2 separate regions of the Gossypium hirsutum genome follow, and region 2 is linked to region 1. The links are chromatin contacts, called in public Hi-C maps. All regions are on one chromosome and are shown on one strand. The core of a region is the stretch at or near the end of the contact, and the rest is flanking DNA. Distances in the headings are between cores, read along the strand shown. Region 1 holds the start of LOC121230411 (ACT domain-containing protein ACR10). Region 2 holds the start of LOC107886814.

What was found. Hi-C and Micro-C count contacts between places; a contact is called where the count stands out from the background.
Region 2: a contact with region 1 is called in a Hi-C map of leaf, with 2.1 times the contacts expected there. The contact joins the promoter of LOC107886814 here to the promoter of LOC121230411 in region 1. A contact is called at or near these places in 5 of 34 Hi-C or Micro-C datasets (callus, leaf and seedling).

The regions. Positions count from the first base shown.
Region 1 is chrA01:117,724,199-117,727,081 of Gossypium_hirsutum_v2.1, forward strand. LOC121230411 (ACT domain-containing protein ACR10) reads right to left here and starts at 1,506. Exons shown (of 6, transcript XM_041115112.1): 1 at 1,217-1,506; 2 at 880-1,113; 3 at 151-256. The coding sequence starts at 1,370.
Region 2 is chrA01:117,900,119-117,903,001 of Gossypium_hirsutum_v2.1, forward strand. LOC107886814 reads left to right here and starts at 1,416. Exons shown (of 10, transcript XM_041115194.1): 1 at 1,416-1,551; 2 at 1,665-1,740; 3 at 2,664-2,781. The coding sequence starts at 2,722.

The DNA.
Region 1 (2,883 bases), core at 256-2,755:
TTCGTAAAACCGATTTGAATCTGCAAAATACGAAGTTCAAGCATATACATGCATTCCCAATCCATTTGCAGTCACTTAAAAGAAGCCTAACTGATCAAAGCAAATCGAACATAATACGTATATAACCAAAGGGAACTTGTAATACAAAACCTTGTATCAGTGACAAAGAACAAGTTCATCACCGTCCCGACCGGAGTTGTCGATACCTTCACTTTCTTTATATTGAGTTCGAGATTACAAAGAACTGTTGTGATATCTGCCATGAAAAAGCACCTATAATTCATTCACTAAATATAGTTTAGACCCACATTTTCAATGCACAAATTCATCTATGATTGACGAAACTAACAAAGAGGAAAGTTAAAAGTTAAATTCTGATATCAGTCCCTGTACTTTTTACTTCTCAAATTTTAAAATTTCAGTCCTCAACAAACAATAAATTGTTAAATTCATTAAGTTTGGTTATTTCCAAAATTTTATGGTTATTTCCAAAATTTGATGGGACAAACATATTATCATAAGTCTCATGCCATGTTAGCTTGTTATTTTCATATAGTACTCACTAAAACCTAGTTAATAGATTAACTACCATCATTTGCAACAAAATTGAAATTTCAAAATTCGAAGATATAAAGAACTTGGAATTTCAAATCGGAGAAGATATACTAAATCTATAACAGTTCGCATAGCAAAAGACTAGTAATTGTTTTTAACCAAACGAATTTAACTACTAGCGTTTGAGTCAGACTAAAATACAGGGACTAAATCCACAAATTTCACAGAGTATAAAGACTAAAGAATTTAACCAAAAATAAAAGATCTTAGCAATCCTAAAATTCAATATAATGAAAGAACCCCGAATCAAGAACAAAAGCTTACCATGTGAAAGGCCTTTTCTATCATAACAAAAAAGCTTGATAAGAAACACATCTGTAACCATTGAAGACGGTAATTCAGAACTGTAATATGAAATACCAAAAGCTGAAGAACAAGAAGGGCAAGTCCCAATTAATCTGTTCTTCAACAATTCCCATCTACAAGTATCCCATTTTATAATTGGCTTAGGAATCACCCAAAGCACTATGTAACACCATTTCCCATCTGTTGACACATCTTCACAAAAAAAAAAAAGACCATAAAAAAGTCAAAATATCAAATTCTCAATATCTTCACAAAATCAAAACTGAAATACAAAACTGGGTTTTTAGTTTTTTACCCCCTCTAACAATGGTGAGACCAAAAAAGAGTAAGATACGGCATAAATCACAGCCTAAACCGGTTTTGTCAGGGCAGTTAATGGTGATGACACTGGGTTCTGCTTCATTCTTTGATTGATTTATGATCACTACGTCGTCGTGTAGGATACCCATAGCTTTGTTCTTATTCTAAGCTTTCAGAAAAACAAAAAAACCATTGAATGATTCTTGATTTTTATTCATTTGGGGGCTGGGAGTGCTTTCATTTGGCTGTTTTTGAAGGTCCCAGAGAATATTAAGTGTAAAAGTACTTGCATTTTTACTTCCTAATTAAAAAAATTAGTAAATTAATTTTTCTACGAGTAAATCGCTCTTTTCTTTTCTTTTTTTTTTAATTTTCGTCCATTTGTGCACCTCATACTGATGCTAATGTAATGGAGGAAATTTTTAATAAAATAATTAATTTACTTTTTAATTATTAGAAAATAGAAAAGACGGTATGCAATCTCCAGAATACTTTGGTTCATATTGCATTAGTGACGAAAATAAATTATTAAAAAAATTAAAAAAATTAAAAATTATAAAATTAGGTTCAATCATGAGCGCGAACGATTCTTCTTATTGTTTCGGATTGATGTATTGGTCGATTTTCAATCTAAATTCGATTTCAACATTATTGAAAATAAATATAATTTGCTAAATTTTTTATATGTATATAAGTTTTAATAAAATTACTATTTCTATTAGATAAAATTTGAAACAAAAATTTATTCATGCCATATTTGTATAATAATATCTATTTTATTTCATATTTTAATTATTTTTATGGTAAAGTTATCACGGAAACCTTTATACCAAGAGCAAGATTATATTTTATTCCATCTACTCAAAAAATATCCAAATTAGTCCTTGTAAGTTAATTTAAAGAGCAAATTGATCATTTCTATTAAAAGTTTTATCTATTTATACTATTAAAAACTAGCGCGGCTGGCGCAATAATTAGACATTGATACGTGACGTGCCACATATATCTCATACTAATGTATAGGGACTAGTTTTTAATAACAAATAAATAAAATTTTTAACAAAATGATCATTTTGCTCTTTAATCTAAAATATAAAATTAATTTAATAATTTTTAATAAAATGAATGAAATACAATTTATCTCTTATTATCGGGGATTCCTCTATAATTATACCAAGTTTTTTATGGAATTTAATATCAACCGGAAATGAAGATATTTTGATTTTACCTGTTACTTTCACTCCATTGGGTCAGCATTTACGTTACCCGAGCGTGACTCACCTGCACACGGGCTACCGCCATCACGTGTCGTATTTTCTGGATGGTCCCCATTGGTCACGTGACTTTCTAAGGCTTTAAAACCTAGGTTCCTGGGAAAAGTTACCTTTTGTCATCTGTCAACTATACGTCACCGTTTCGAGTTTTTTTTTCTAATAATAATATTAAAATTAATACAAAGTTTCTCATCCAATAGGATCTCACCACTTGTTAATGATCAATCCAGCAAAGCACAAATGAAAACTACATTTTTTATTTTAAATATATATTTTCATTATTTATTTATTTTTTAAACTCGATATTTATAGATGTTAAAATCTTCATAAAATTAATTTTTCATAAAATTTATACTCAAAATTTATGAAAAAGTATATCATACTTGAC
Region 2 (2,883 bases), core at 166-2,665, 180 kb after region 1:
TAAAATTAAAATTATTGTTCACTATAATAAAATATTAAGAAAAAAATTAAAAATGAAGTTATTTTAGAACAAGTTCGAAACGTATAAATCAATATTTTAATTTTAGTAGTCCTCCACTGAGTTGGGTCCCACAAAAACCTCGAAAGGCCAAGTCGAGCCGGTGAGTGGCCAAGTGGGTGGCTTAGAGAACATCCAAACGTCAGCTTTGGGATCCGAAGATTAGCTATCCCCAAAAGGGTTTATTCCATGGGCTGAGCCGATCAACTTACATCCAAAGCCCAAAGCCGAACACATCAAGTTGCCGCATTTACTCGCTTCCAAACACGCCTTTTTTGCACATCTAACGCCTATTACATCACCGTCAAAAAAATTACTACGTACACACTACACAATGCAATAATATAAAGATAAAATCATACACTACTTTGTTTTTTGTGGGTCACCGTCACAGACAAGGAATCCCCGGACATGACAGGCACTTTATATTACCCACTTAAACCAAAAAAATGTTTAATTATAATTTAGTCCTCCTTTTATGTTATAATTTAAGTTTAATCTCTTTACTATAATTTCACATAGTTTAGTTCTCTATTTCTGAATTCAAATTGATAACATAGTTATATGATGTGGATTTTTTTGAAAAAAAATACTCAATTGTCTTGTAAATTTATCATGGGTAAATTATGGTAGAGATCATCTAATTATTTTCTTTTTCTTTTTTGGTCACTTGACTATGAAAAGTTAGAAAATAGTTGTCAAATTATTCAATTTTATCTTTTTTTGTCACCAACTGACTAACATAAAAATGAAAGCGTTCAACAATTCAAGATAGTTGGGTGATCAAAAATGGAAAAATTAAATAATTGAGTGACTATTTTGTAACTTTTCATGATTGAATAACAAAAAAAAACATAATTAGGTGACTAAATTTTCATTGTGCGGCTGAATAATATTATACAAAAAGGTTGAAATATATCCTAAGTTTTTGTACTTTTTGTATATTTAGAATTTAATCCCACTTCTTTTTATTTTAAGAAAATTAACCTTTATTTTTTAGATTTAGAAATTCAAGTTCGATTGTTACCCTTGTTAAACTTCTTTTGTTACATGGCCACCAAATAAATATTTTTGTTATTTCAAAATATCACATCAATAAATTTAATAAATGAATTTTCATAATGTAAACAAATTGGACCTAACTTTTGAAAATTCAAAAAGTAGAGAACTAAATTTCAAAAAGTAACAATATAGGGATTAAATTACAAATATAAAAATATTAAAGAATTTAGAGTAGATTTTAACCTATAAATTAAGTCAAATTAAAATAGAAGGAAGTAGAAGGACTAAAACTGAATTAAACCATAACATTCCTCAATGTTCAGTAAAATAAAAATCCGTTTCGATTCCGTTATATATACTTTTTTTTTTTTTTACTTTTTCATCATTTTTTTTTATTTCTTGGCGGTTTTAAGCTTTACTCTTTCGAACATTCGCTTATTTAATTTTATTTTTATTTTCACTGAACACTCTCTCTTTATCTTGATCTCAAAGGTCAGGTTTTTTTCCTTTGTTTTTTTTTTTTAATTGAGATTTTTTATTTGTTTTCATATATTATATCAGATCTTGAATTTGTGTTCTTTTTTTCTTTTATACTTTTATTAAAGGCTTCTGTTTTGAGCTGGAAATTAAGTAGATCGGAGAGTGATAAGTGGTTGCCGTGTTGTTTACAGATGAAATGAGGTATGTTTAGTTTTTTTTCCCCTTAGTTTAACAGCTTGCGATTTTAGTGTTTGTTTGGTTACTGAGAAAACACCGGGAAAAAGAAAACGGAAAAGAAAATTTGTTTGGATTTTTTTTTGTCTCGTCGGTTTTCATGTTTTAGTAAAGTGGATAAGCTTCTTCAAATTTTTTTTTGTTCCTTTTTTTTCGCGAGATTAGGAAATGAAAATTTTAAAATTTAGCTGAGCTAAGCAGCTAGAGTAGGCTCTTTGTATGTATATGTATATATTATATTTATCTAAGGAATGTTAGGTATTGAAATTGCAAAATCGTTTTTTATTTGAAATTCTACTTGCAGTTCATGAAATTTTTTTAAATGTTAGATTACTAGTTGAAATTTATAGACTTGAAGTTTATCATTTTCATCTTTTAGTATTCTGGGATTTTTGTTTATTGTAAATTTGTATCATGGCTAGAATCTTCATTGGCTTGTTGATATTTAGTTGTACTAATTAGTCTCTTTAAAGGTTATAATTTCTGATGCAGGTGAGAATATAAGGTCTATAGCAACTTAGAACACTATACAATTACATTACATGGGGAAAAGAAATTAAAATACTAGAGGACACAAATTATAATACAAACATGACAGGAATTCATGAACTAGTCAAAATCTATATAGCATGAATTATTAACGCACCAAAGTTTATATAAATATGTATTACCTTAAACAAAAGTATGACAAAGTGAAGGTACACAAGTACGATACTGAGTACTATTTTGATGATTAACTCAAAAGTGTTTGTTTATTTAAAATTCCTTCCTTGAAGTTAATTAGTGGAATTGTGAATGTCTGTTTGCCATTTTGCCTGGATTTGTTAAGTCAACTATTTTTTGATGTCCCAAGGACAATAATTTTATCAATTTCTTTCCATTTGATGTAGGGAAAAACTGGAAACATGAATGCAGGTCTTGAATTGTAGTACAAGTTAAGGTTATAAAATGAGAACGGAGAGGAAACCGCATTTGATAAAGAAGCCTGCTGATGCAAAACGTCAAAGGGTAAGAAACTGTTCTTTAACCTTTTTTATTTGTGGATTTACCATTAGCTTCAATATTTGAAAATCTTATGTGTTTCATGAGTCCATGACTCCCTATCCTTAG